Linked DNA regions of Anas platyrhynchos: region 1 is linked to region 2. The links are chromatin contacts, called in public Hi-C maps. All regions are on one chromosome and are shown on one strand. The core of a region is the stretch at or near the end of the contact, and the rest is flanking DNA. Distances in the headings are between cores, read along the strand shown.

What was found. A called contact is a pair of places that touch in the nucleus more often than the background predicts.
Region 1: a Hi-C map of small yellow follicle shows a contact between it and region 2, with 4 times the contacts expected there. The contact joins the enhancer-like site here to the promoter of DIO3 in region 2. A contact is called at or near these places in 3 of 8 Hi-C or Micro-C datasets (F5 follicle, liver and small yellow follicle).

The regions. Positions count from the first base shown.
Region 1 is chr5:11,848,850-11,855,522 of IASCAAS_PekinDuck_T2T, forward strand. LOC140002576 (a long non-coding RNA gene) reads right to left here. Exons shown (of 3, transcript XR_011809502.1): 2 at 1,945-2,024. Among named protein-coding and RNA genes, the nearest start is that of DIO3, 62 kb to the left of the region's middle. Within about 2 kb of position 3,487, at least 4 of the 8 cell types and tissues checked have an H3K27ac peak or open chromatin away from gene starts, as enhancers often do. A contact at or near this core is called in small yellow follicle, where this site is marked.
Region 2 is chr5:11,786,771-11,793,766 of IASCAAS_PekinDuck_T2T, forward strand. DIO3 (iodothyronine deiodinase 3) reads right to left here and starts at 3,063. Exons shown (of 1, transcript XM_005031806.5): 1 at 1,264-3,063. The coding sequence starts at 2,687. The coding sequence ends at 1,863. All of the region lies in intron 3 of LOC106017475, which reads left to right.

The DNA of each region.
Region 1 (6,673 bases), core at 2,237-4,736, 63 kb after region 2:
TCTCACAGAAATTTAATAGCGAAAAGAAGAGTGTTGACTTTGGCAGGGATTTAGTCTTGGAAAGTTAACAGACACTCTTCTGGGCTTGACTAGTCAATATCCACAAGAATTTAATAAAACCCCTGCATAGGTTAGGAAAAAAAAGCAAGCTGGAAAGAGCAAGTGAATGATGCTTAGGACAGAACTTCCCTTTACAAATGTTGATCACCCACATGCTTGAAAGTCATGTTTGTCCTCACAGGATGGAAGTCAGGATATGGGATTAAATTATTCACAAGTGAGCACCAGCTCCTTCTCCTTTTGTTTCTTTCTCATTACCCTTTATCACCCAATTCTATATTATACTGTTTTATTCATCCCTTCTTGATTTTTCTCTCTGGATACGATGTCTCTATAAGCTAGTTCAAATAACTAACTTGCAACCTATTGCTCTTCTCACAGTTGTTTAGCTCTAACATTCAGCACTCAGTCCCTTTAGGATGCAGAGTTGCTACAGCAGATGTTAAAATTTTTATGTGTAGTACAGTACAAAAGCTACCAAAAGAGGGCAACATATGAGCCAACAATGAGAAATGTATCCTGACAAGTTTACAGTTGTGTACTTGTGACACCCTTCCCCCTTTCTTTTTGATAGAGCAAGAAATTTTAGCAGAGCTGGTCGGGAAACAGAATTTCCATTCTGTGGGAAATTCCAACACTTGGGAAAAAAAGTAGAGGTGCTGAAGTTTTCACAGAATGAAAACACAGAGAAAATATATTTGGCATAATGGAAGTGTTCCATAAATGTGTTCCTTCTCATACCAGGAAGCCCAAAAGTTATAATGTCATTAAAATACTCAATTTAATAGGAAAAAAGTTAAATATATGCTGTAAAGATCAAAACAAAATGAAATGAAGCAAAGAACATAAATATGTTTTTATTTTATGGCAAGCAATACTATTAATAATATCAAATGTTAATATTATTTTAATTTGTCTCCATTAAAAATGTTGTCAAAATAAGTATGCTCACAAATAAGCATGCTGATTGAGAACAAGTTTTATTTTCTGAAATATTATGTTTCCTCTGAAAGTTGCTTAATTATATTTCCTCTCAGTGAAATGCCCGAGAGAATTTCAAAATACTCTTAATAATCCTACAAAGGACTAAGGTAAACTGGCCGCATCCCAGGACCGTCCCTGAGGCATGGTTTGCAGCACTAGACCAAGAGCTATCCCCAGTGCCAGGCATGTGAGCTTGAGAGCAAGTATACCCTGGACTGCATAGAATGTGCAGGCATTGGCAAACAGTTTGTTATAAACAAAGTTTTTTTTTTTTTTCTTTTTTTTTTTTTTTTTTCAAAGTATTCAATAGTACTCCAAGGAGTTAGACAGTCTTGAATACATGCCAAGCATGGCAATGGATACAGTAAGCAAATATAATCTACCTCGCTTAGGGTAAATATTTGGCTACAAATGTATTGAGAGCTCTTGAGTTCTTTGTACACTTCTATGATGAGAACCAGAGAAAAGGCAATGGAGATGTAAAGACTGGAGGGTGATTTTTTTCTTCTCTTATCAGCTGCCCAGATAGGCCAGCTGCCAGTCAAATTAAAAACCTCACTGGAGGAAATGAATGAAGGCCCGTAGGTGTAGAAATCTGCTGTTTATACAGCTGCACCAAGTTCTTGCTAATGATCAACCCGTATGGGCCAAGTCTTCATGCAGATATGCAAAATTCTGTGGCAGTGTCTGGGAGGCTGATTATGGAACTTAGGGCATCCTCTTTTTCCTCTTTTTTTTTTTTTTTTTTCCTCTCTTTGTCCCAGTCCTTTTTTTCAAGACTGACTTCTCCTTGCTTCTATTACATCTCAAAATGCTGGAAAGTTTCTGGGAAGGAGAAGGGTTAGATCTATGATCTATCTGCAGGGCAATGAAACATTTTGAAAGTTTGGGAGTACTCACCTGTTTCGAAGACAGGATGCTCTGCTTGCAGGAACAACAATTCTCTCATTTACCCGTGTCTTGCTTTTGCATCTGTATTTCTGTTGATTCCAAAAGAAGGAGAGCTTTAATCTTCCTAGCCAGAAACAAATAGAGAAGTCTATCTGGAGGGTTTTTCTTGTCTGATCTATCATGTGAACTACTTTGCACCATTCACCTGATGAAGGGCTGCAGAACCATGGGGTATAAAATAAGATATTAGTAAAGGACAGGCAGCTGTGTACACTTGTGTGATGCTGTACCAAGTGTATTGACTCTAATCACGATGTTATCAGAGTTCCTACATTCTGGAAATGCATGAAACTATATATGCTCATCTGCTTGGCACTCATTTCTTATATGGCTCATCTATTTTTTATTAGTGTCTTGATACTCCCTCCCAAACAATGATGCTTTTAGGAGACAAATAAGGAAGAGTTAAGAATATAATACATGCATTTTAATGGCACTATGAGGCGTGGTTTGTTATGCAGTTGTGTTTATTTGTAGGAAAAACAGTAGTTTGTATTCTAAAATTGCCTTGCCTCATAGGTGTGAGCCCACACAGTCAGCTTTGACTGTCATCTTGTACCACCATGTAACCCAGCAGCCCAGTGACAGGTGTTTGTTCACAAAGGGATTGGCCCATGCACACAGAGACACTTGATTCCCACAAGCAGTTCTCTGTGTGCCTTTGCTTCTCAACTTCTGCCAAATCCAAGCTGAAATTCCAGAAAGAAACAATAACGCTGACAGGAGTCACTTCAGACTAGGAAGCAATTGCTTTAGCTCCATGAACATAGACTATCTATCTTGTTTTGAAATGATTTTTAAACATCCCTTGGCTTCTCTGAGCTAGCACACTTTTACCCTGCAAGTCAGGTTATGAAAAGGGATGTGTTACCCCCTTTGCAGATGTGGTACGTGAGCCCAGTTACATCACATCTGAAGACAGATGGATCTCTGAGGGGAACTGCAGCATCCAATCATGTGTTTTCTGTCCCTCGCTATTGATTCATGTGGTTAGTCTGTTTCTGATTTTTCTTCTCTGTGTAGTTTAAGGGCAAGTCTGTGGTTTGCCCCATGTGCCCAAGCAAGGGAGCAAGGGTGCAGAAGACAGCCTGAAAATAAATAAATCAGAAACAGATAGACTAATTGCAAGGATGAATGCCAAGGGAGGAGAAAACACAGTATTTCTGTGACAGGTATGCCTTTCCTGTTGGAGGGGAGACTGACATTTTGGTATGTGACATAACTCTCTACCACATTGGAGAAGAGAGCTGGAGCATTCTCTTCCTCACCTGGCTGAGCAAAACCCTCTCGTGGGGTTTGCCCACACAGCATATCCCAGCGTGGGGAGGAACAGCTTCCCTGAGGTCGGGGTGGGGAGGAGCAAGGCTGGGAAACAAGAGGCTGCGCTCGCCTCTCTGGTGCCTCCCCCAGCAGCTGGCAGGGCTAAACTGACACGAGGAAGGATGTAATCTACTCCTGGTTGTTTTATGCTCCAAGCACATTACTTCCTTCCATGGAATAAGGGGATAGTCATGGATGTCGTTGTGACTCACGGGCTCCTGGGGCAGTGCAGCACTGTGCCATGCCTATAATCAAATGACCCGGGGGGTGAATTAGGAAGGCTTTTGATGTCATTCTCTGAGCACTGCACTGCAGGAGGCGAAGACTTCTTAATGTAACGTCAGTCTCTCTCTTAAACATAACCACCATGAAACTAACTTTGACTTGCCAGCAGCTGATACAGGCTGTGGCCTCCCTGCACCACTCTGGCACTTAGCATAAGAAATGTCATTGTGTGGGTGGATTAGGCAGAACCTGTCAAAGCTGTGTGCAAGTTCTTTGGCTGTGTTTCCTTCCCTGGGCTAATAATGCTGAGGAGATGGGGAGTAGGTTGACACATTTTCTGGCATGTGTCATGTAACCCAGTGAAGTGGAGGACATATCAGCCACAAGACTTTTCTGCTTTAGTAAGCTGCAGGCAGAAGTGACATGCTGCAGTGGCTAACAGTCTTAATCCTATGTGTATTCACTCTGCTGGCACTTGCAGCATGGTCTCAGCTTCCCCAGGGCAGAGCGACGGAGCCAGAGGTATGTCTGGAGGAAAGGGTAAGGGAACACATCCAGGCAGATATTGTTTAACCTCAGGGAAGCAGCAGTAGACAGCAGCATTTGCATAACACATTACCTACAGACAGACCCCAAACAGCTTTACAAGTTGACTGTCATGATCTCCACAAGAACCACTGAATTTGGCACTGATATACAGGGTGAAGTATTCACTAGCTGTTTTGCAGAGTACAAATGCTCCATAACAGTTTGACAGAGGATACACCAGATCCCTGTATCTGATAAGAAGAGACTTCTGGGACAGAAGATTCTAAAACAAGACAACCAGAGACTGATGAAATTTAGGACAGTCACTGGTGCTAGGTGCCTAAATTGGTGTGAGAGTAGTTGATAGGAATAGTGGGAGAGAGACAATTTCCCAAAGAGCAGCAGTAGCAAGATAAATCATCCTCAGGGGAGCAGGGAAGAGTGGTGGATTCACTCTCACAGAGAAGCCTGGTTTTGCACAGCTCTCTGCTTGAAGCCTGTGCTGAGGAGATGCAGCTTGAGGCAATATACCGGGTGGGTTCCTCAAAAATCACCATCAGAATAGCAGAAGATGCTACAAGCATGTCTACCCAGTATGACTGAGATGCTGCCTCCTGTCACTGCTGCTATGTTGCAGGCTCTCAGGAAAAGACGGGGCAGCTGGGTATCAGCTGTGTGCCACACAACACAGCGGTCATAGGTGTGATGTGAGCAATACATAGCAGGAATATTGCAGGAGCAATACCCAATTCATTGGAAAGACATGCTGTACTGTGTTTTTTCCTGTAACTCATCGTTAAAAAAAAAAAAAAAAAAAGGAAAGAAAAAGAAAAAAGGGACCAACAACCTCTGCAAGTAACTAAGGGTGAATGACAATTGCTACTCTGTTGTAGTATCTCAGGTCAGGAATTGTTGTCCCCAGGTTCCCTGTAAAACTGAAAAGAGCAGTAAACACATATATTAAGTGGTAATAATACAGCTTGATGGGCATGGAGGCAGCCCATTTGGAAAGGAACTGCACAATTGCCCCACAGGGTAGGGATGCCTCCTCCCTTCACTTGCTGTTGTTGAGCCACAACATGGGATTACAGTATGGGGGCGACAGACCCTGCCCGGTAGTTGCATCTCCTGCAAGCACACACCATCCCACCCACACAGGTGCTGCTCCTGTGTCAGATGCAGCTGATTAGCAAGCCAGTCAGATGGTGCCTAGCATGTGGGGTCAAGGAGCTGGACAGGAGCTTGAGGGGTGCACTGGGATGCTCTGAGGTTCCAGTCCTGCAATAGGGGTGCAAGAGACAGAAGATAATGCCGAGGTGAGGGAGATGACTCTGGCACTTAATTTATGCCTGCCTGCACTGCTTGACATTCATGTGAAGTTTGAGACAACCTGTATCAACATGATGCCTGACACATAATTTGTATTGTCCCATGTTCAGCATGACCCTGCTCAGATTGCCAGATAACGTCACATCTCCAGTTGCGTAACACCATCATGTTCTCTAGATCCTGGGTCTGCAATCATTATTGAGCTGGCTGTTTGTGCACTGGAGCGGGGGTGGGGGGTGGGGGTTTCAAATATTTTTAATCACTAGAAATGGTAGCTATGTGTCCTTTGTTGAGAGTAAAGCAACCTGATTCCTCATATGTCTACATATTGAAAGGAGGAGCCCATTGGAGAGAAAAAGTATGTGCCAGCAGGGATAAAGGAAGAGCTTTCATCTGTGTATGAGTACATGACGTGCAGGGTACACAACAGCATTTAGGTAGATACCAATGTTTTGTAATTCAAGGATCACGTAACTTAAAAAAAAAAAGAAAAAAAAAAAAAGAAAAGAATGCACTGCTGCCACGATGTTTTTCATTTACAGACAAACAAAAACTAGGCTAAACTCTGCACGTTCATTTATTACTTTATTTCCCCCCACCTTGTTTGTTTGCTTGCTTGCTTGCTTGCATGGTAATTAATGTGTTTGCTGTTTGGTTGCTTGTTTGTTTTTATTTGAAATCACATTGCATGTAATTTTCTGAACTCTTGCTGAGCAGAGAGCCTAGTAAATGTGTGTGTTTATGTACTACCTTTGTCTATGTACAAAGACTGATGGATAGCTAATAAAATGCACATCTCTGCAATCCTTTCATGCTTAAGATCCCCAAGCAGAAGTTGTGAGTGTTCAAATAAAATAGAACTGATCCAAAATGTACATATTTAGCTTAGATAATAGCAGCCCCCAGAAATGTGCCTCTTTCTGCTGTTGGAAATCTGTCAGCTGAACAAAGAGCAGGATATAGTGTGAATCAGGCTGTCCTGAAAGCTTTATGTGAGAGACACACTTTATGGAGTTATTTCCATTTTTCTCACATTTCAAAAGCAGACTCAGACCTTAATTATCATGAGGACAAATTCCACAAAATCATTATTTGCAGTCAAGGATTGCAATGCATTTTTAAAGTCAGATTATATGTTAAAAGAACAGTTTTTTCCTAGGGCTTGTACAAAGCTGTACAAAGCTTCTCCTTGTTCCCTCCATCTGAAAAATTATTCTTGAAAAGTCATTCTGCATATCTTTTTGCTATTTTTTTCAGAGAGAGAAAAATATAAATG
Region 2 (6,996 bases), core at 1,813-4,312:
CAACCGACTTGGGTTCCTCCCGCGGCAGGAAGCCCGTGTGAAGGCGGCGGAGCGGCTCCATCCTTATGTAAGAGGCAGCCGAGATTGTGCCGCGCCGGGCAGATGCTTGCAAAGCCGGGGCTGGCGAAAAGAGCTGGCCCGGTCCCTCGTGGGGCCGGAGGAGGGGAACTGGGGCACCCCCGCCGCAAGGTGCCGCCCGGCCCGGCCGCTGGGAGCCGCTCGGCCACCGACGCCTCCCCCCCGACCCCGGGGTGCGGAGCCCGCAGGGATGAGCCCCTGGAGGAGCGGAGCCGGGGTGCCGCTACTGCCGCCCCGCCGCTGGGGATGCTCCCGAGGCTTCCCCTGGGCTCCGGGGCACCGGAGAGGGCGCAGAGCTTGGCGTCGGGGAGGCTGAGAGGCGTGCCGTCGGGGCTCGACGGGACTCCTTGTCCTAAAAGATCCAGGGGGACTCGTGGGTCCCTTGGGGGCCTCTCGGCCCCCGCCTCTCCAACGCGGGCTGCGAGCCCCCTGCCGAAGCTCGCTGGGGAGGACAGCCCCGCCGGGGCCGCCCCGTCGTGCCACTGCCCTAAGGCACAACGGGAGGTGCCTGGCGGCTCCCGGGCGGCCTCGGCGGGGCTCTCAGGATGCTCTCCGCGCTCGCCATCACCTGGAGGCCAACTCCGGCTGCCCCCCGCTGCCTCTCCCTCTGGAAGCGCGCCCCCCGGGGGGCCGAGCCCCCAGCCCCTCTGCCCGAGCCCCGCGGGGCCGGTCCCGCCTGGCCTCAGGTGCGGTCGCGCCCGCTCCCAACCAGGGGGGAGGCACCGGCACCTCGGAGCCGCCTGCGCGCTCGCGACGGGGCGTCCTCGACGGGGCGGCTCACCCTGCTGGGGCGGCTTTCCCCCTCCGGAGTTTTGGCTGAGGTTCACTTGTTTTGGCCGAGGTTCACCTCTGCACCTTCGCTCTCCCTGGGCGCAACCCCGCGGGGCGGCTCAGAGGGGTGAGAGCGGGGGCGCGCAGTCCCCCGGGGCTGGGTTTAAGGGCCAGCTTCGTTCCCCCTCCCGCGGGAGCCCCGGAGGTGTGTTTTTCCCCTGGGGACCCTCAGTGCCCCCCTTCTCCTTCGGGTCTTGCCGCAGCCCTGCTCGCCGCCCCCAGCTGCGCATCCTCTCCCTCCTGCCGCTTCGCCTTCCCCTCCTCAGCCGCGAAGAGGACGCTACAAGGTAGGCAAAAGGGAAAGTGAATGTGGCGCTCTGGAGCGAGATAGAGAGAGACGGGCAAGGTTAGACGTGTATTTACTCAACCTTTATTATTTAAAAAAATTCATAAAAAAAAAGGTGAACGAACGTCTTACAAAACCCCCCCATAAATAGGACATTCCGTTCAGCTCTGGCTATTGGCAGTTCTAGCATTTGACAACATCAGACACGATTTCCTGGCATTAGAGAAACCCATTTCAAAATCGGTCATCACAAAGAAATACTAGAAATCCCAGTTAGCACTTGCTAGGCAGCACGGAGCACTTGTACACAACTTTTCAGACACACACCCGCGCACACACGCAGCTGGGAACAGATCCCGAAGGAAGAGAGCCTCCTTAAAAATTAGTAAACGCTTCTCCAAATAAAAGAAAAAAAAAAAAAAAGAAGAGTTATTTACAAAACGCACATGGAAATACAGTATCGACAGAGCGTGGCTGGCAAATCAACATGATTTGAATAGAGAAAGGACTATGGCACATCTTGCTCGAAAGCTCGCACGGCAGCCTCCTTCGAGTGTCCCCGGGGAGGAGGGCTCCTGCCATCCGCGTCGCGGTGCCTTCTCCCTCGCCACCTCTCCTCCCGCCCTCCCCTCCCCTCTCCGCCTCTGCGCCTTTTGCCAGGTCCTTTTTACACTTGGATGACCACCGTGCTGGGGCTCTGGAGCCGGGTTTTGTATTGGTCTAGCCAGCTTCTCAGCTCCGAGATCTTGTAGCCCTCTGGTCCTCTGCCTCCCTGGTACATCACCTTCTCCTCCTGGATGATGTAGAGCCTCTCGAAGTAGGCACCGTAGGCGGCGCTGGAAGCATTGTCCATGGTGTCCACGGCCAGGGGGCAATCGGGCGCCCCTTCCCTCATCAGCTGAGCTGCCCGCAGCCTGTCCTGGAGGCACTGGTGTTTGGGGATGTTGTAGGCTGCGTCCGAGCTGACCCAGCCGTCGGAGGGGTGTGCTTCTTCGATGTACACCAGCAGGAAGTCGGCAATGTCCACGAAGTGCGCGACCAGGCGCTGGAAGGACCGGAGGCGGGCCATGAACGGGGGTCAGGTGCAGCTGCCGAAGTTGAGGATGAGGGGTCTCTTGCCGCGGGCGAAGTCCAGGATGCGGAGCCTCTTCTGCCCGTCCAGCTGGATCACCTCGGGGTTGGGGGCCAAGGAGCCCACGTGCGCCGACTTGAAGAAGTCCAGCTTCTGCCCGTGCCACACGGCTTTCAGCGACTCCAGCGTGAACATGCGGTTGGAGTCGGACACGCAGACTGGGGGGTCGTCGGGGGGCGGCCCCTCGCTGGCTCTGGCCACCTCCTCCGCCGTGGGCATCAGCAGCATCTTCTTCCTAATGCACAGAAAATCCAGGAGCCAGAGCATCACGGCGGTGAGCAGGAAGCGGGGGAAGAGGAGGATGCAGGCGGCCGCCTGGGTGAGCAGCTGCAAGGTGTGAACGCCGAGGGAGTGGAGCATCGCCGCGGCTGGTGTTGCGGGGCGCCGGCTGCCCGGGGGCCCCCACGTACCCTGCTTGCCGGGGTCTGCGCGGCACGGCTGAGATCCCGCTTCTCTTTAAGCCCATTTTATAGTCAGGGATTTAAATGAAAAGTGACTCCACCTCCGGCCAGAACCCGCCCCTCTGGAACTTGAGCCTGGGGATTACCTACCCCTCCACTCTAATGACCTAAAAATACACAGACAAAGGGGGAGAGAGCCCCGGCGGGAGCTGCGAGGGGACGTGCAGCCGAGCAGGGAGCAGCCGCTATCAGGCCCCAGCAGAGAGTCCGCGATAGGGCACGGCCGGGGTCCCCGGCCGCAGATAGCGGCGGCCGCTCGCTGCCAGCCCCGCCAGGGACAATGCAACAGGCGCAGCCCGAGCCGCCCCCCCGCCCCGACAGCGGGGCCGAGGCCGCTCAGGAGCGGGGCCGGGGCAGCGCCGTCCCGGCGGCGCCCGCAGGTGACAGGGACGGGCCGCCCGCTCCGCGCCGCGTCCCTCCCCGCTCCTCAGCCCCTGGCCCGGGCACAGTCGTAACCGGGCACAGCCACACGCGGGCACGGCCACAAGCGGGCACAACCACAACCGGGCACCGGGGGCACCGGGGCTCGAACCCGCGGCCCCGCCCGCGTCCTCCCGCGGCGGGGCGGGACGGGACGGGACGGGACGGACGGGGAGCACGGGACGGGACGGGACGGGGCGGGCGGCGGGCGCTGCCCCGGCCCCGCGGCGGGGCTCGGGGGGTGCCAGGTGGGCTCCGGCCGGCGGGCGCTGCCCCGCGGCGGAGGAGGGGCGGGCGGCGGGCGGCGCTGCGGCCGCTAAGGGGAGCTGTTGCCCGAGAAGCGGCGGCGGCCGTGCCGGTGCTGGTGGCGGCGGAGGGGGGGAGCCGCCGGGCCCTGCCGCTCCCCCCCCCCCCCGGCCCCCGGGTGTCCGCTGCCCGGCGGGGCCGGCCGGGTGTGAAGGCGGGGCCGGGCCGTGCCGCGGGGAGGCCGTCGGGAGAGCTCGACGGCGGCCTGGATGGGGCCGGAGTAGCGGTCCCGGGGCTGCACTCCCGTCCCGTCCCGTCCCCTCCCGTCCCGTCCCGTCCCGTCCCGTCCCGTCCCGTCCCGTCCCGTCCTGTCCTCTGGGCTTGTCCCCAGGAACCCCTCCCGTCGGCAGTGGGGACAGCTGGGCATGGCCCCCACTGTGTCGCCCACTGCACCCAGGTGAGCTGGAAGCCTCGGTGCCCCCCTGCAGCGACCCAGGAGGAGGCAGCAGTATTGTGTTGTGTTGTCCTGCGAAGTAGAAATCCCAGCCCCTCGCGTCATGGGCCTAGTGAAGTCCTCATGCAGTGGGGTGGCGAGGCACGTCGTGGGCAACGTCAGGTGGACCCATGTGTCATGTCCACGGAGCAGACACATGAATGCCAGTTTTAGGGTTGAGGGCTGTGTTACTGGCCGTGAAATACTTGCAGTACGCAGAGGCGAGCACAGACTAGCTGCCTCCAGCCTTCACCCGGGCAGGAGGAATTTATAGCCCATAAATTCCTTCTTGCTGGGCTAGATGGAGACCTGTACTAGAGGTATGTGGCTTAAATCTAGTTTGGTGTCTAGACACAATCCTAGGCAAAAACCGACGTTTCTGTTCACAGCCTTGCCACTCCATTGATGCAGGGTTCCCAGCTTGTGGCATGAACATCATTTCCTCACCAACTTCTTCAGAAAGGGCTGTTAGGGTTGCCCAAAATGCCCAGTGCTGCCCTCTGCTATGCAGGCGTGACTCAGGCATTCAGGAACTGCTGTAGCAGCGCGCACACAGGTGCCTGCTGCCTGGACCCTGGGGATGCACATCCCACGAATGCAATGTGCATATCAGAGCCCTGTTTCTGCATGTGGTCAATGCCAGGTATCTGGCTACAGATTCCTAGTGACTCACAGGACCTGCAACCTGTCCCGGGTGCAGCGAGCACTTCTTCAGACGTGGCTGTGCACGTCTCTGCGCCTCCCATCTGACATCTGCAAAATGGAAAAACTAATGCTGAGCCTCCTCCTGGGAGTCCAGGCGGCTTACTTCATTTTTTATGTAACTTATTATGAGAACCCTGAATAAAAGGCACAATTAAAATCTCGTTTTATTTTTTTTCTATATCTGGTTCAAAACAGACTCTTTTAGAACAATCTAAGTAGGCAGTTGGGTTGCAGCCCCCCATGGATCATGGATCAGCTGGTGTCAACAGCGAGTAGAGTGAATTCAGTGTTGTAGTATCTGAATGGAAATATATGCTCTGGTCCTCATAATGACACGTTCATACACTAGCCTGACTAATAACTTTTTTGGCATTCTGTAGTGCTCAGTCCAGGGAAAATTACTGAGTAGATATTTACTATATTGTCAAACTTATTTTGAACTCTTCATGTGGGCCTCTCACCACCTCTCTGTGCAGTTATGCAATCTTGAAAACCACAAATTAAAGCCTCTAAACAGACGCAATAACAAATTGTGGTAGCTCTGAAGAAACCCCCAGGAAAAAAAAATTGATCTCTAAAAGCGACCTCTTCAAACTATGCTGACAGACAAAAGCCTGAGTAAACAGATGGCTTTGCAACCCTGAATATCAACAAACTTTGCTCTACCAGATCAGTGAGAGATATTCTGAGGTAAAAAAAAAAGTATTTGGTCTTATATAGCGTATTTGTAGCTGAATAGGGACTTTGGAAATGCGTTTTTCCCTAATCCCTGGAATAAACTTTGTTTTATTTTTATAGCTTGAAGGAAACTTTTGAATTGGGGTTTCCTATTCAGCTGTGGATAGGGCAGAGAACTGAAGCACTTTGCTACAATGACCCACCACTACCCTTCCCTACCATAGGAAAATTCAAATATAACCTGAGGCTGCTGTTTCCTAACGAAGCGGTGGCTCTGCATGGCTCTGCAAGTCATGCACTGCTTCATTCAGTCTAAGTACAGCATTCATTTGTATTTACGCAAAACTCCGTGGGAAAGGGTGAAATTCTGTCTTTGGTTTTAGGGAGGTTTGATGTGATGTGTTACTGCCATTCGCGTGTCTATGTTGTGCTGGATATTTTTCAAAATCATGCCCCAATAAGCCCTCCATATATTTCACAAGGGCAGTACCTTCCTCTGGGAAGTTGGGCTATTTTTAGGTACCGGAAGGTAACGGGTGATTCTAGGAATCCCTATTGCTGCTACTAATACTGTGGGAACTTGTGTCTTCCTGCATGTTCATAGCATATAGTCTAAAATATGAGATTTACAGTGGCACATCTGGTTATGGGTGGTTTTTACTCTTCTGCATGTGGTCTGTGGTTCATCAGCCAGTAACCTTACGCATATAGAAGTTTGTGTGTGTGTGTCTGCATGCGTGCACTTGCAGGGTTCACATTATTTGCCTTTTGGAGAACTTTATAGTTGTAGTTTTTCTTGATTTGATAAATGTAACTTGTAACTCTTTAAAAGTTCTTTTATAAACAGGAGCTACAAAATAAATTCAGCAACTTATAAAAACAAAACCTCAAAAAGCTGAAATTAAAAACATTAAAAACAAGCTTTGATGTAGAGGATGTGTTGAAATGGTATATTTACATGTTTATTTTCTGTTTTATAATTTCCTGGGCAAAGGCACGCAATGCTTTCTGACAGGAAACAAAATATATTTTGGAAGAATTCCATCTCTCATGTCAGCTAGGCTACATGTCATTAGCGTGTTAGAAGTGAGCTTTATGAGAGGGAGATGAAAAAGCCTCCACTGCAGTTTGGATTGGGCCTTGAAATAAGAGCTGAGCAATTTCACCTCGTGTAAACGGCCACCCATTTCCAGCAGCTGTGGAGAGGTGCGGCAGCGCAGCGGTAGTTTGCTGTCTGGTATCTGTAAGAACTGGGTAAATGCTAAATCCAAGGTGGCTAAACTCCATTTGCACTTGTTTGCCCTTAGCGAGGCCTCTGCAAAGAAGTTACTGGAAGGCTGGAGTCTGCACATGGGTCTGGATCTCTCTGGACCTACATCCCTTGTAACCTTTCATCACTTTTAGATGACACATGTTTTAATTCTGCTCCTTTTTTTTTAATATATACATGACTCAAGAAAAAAACATGCAAAGTCAAGGAGCTAGCCAATACTTTGAGTAGCTTAGAGAATTGAAAGAAAATAAGTGCTGCACTGCAGACTGGTGTGTAAAATCACTAGCAGAGCCATGGGCTTTGATTCCCCACCCCAGCATTTTCACCTTTGAATACATGACAAGTATGACATATATGACAAAGAGGTTCCCTGCACTGAAGCTTATTAATGTT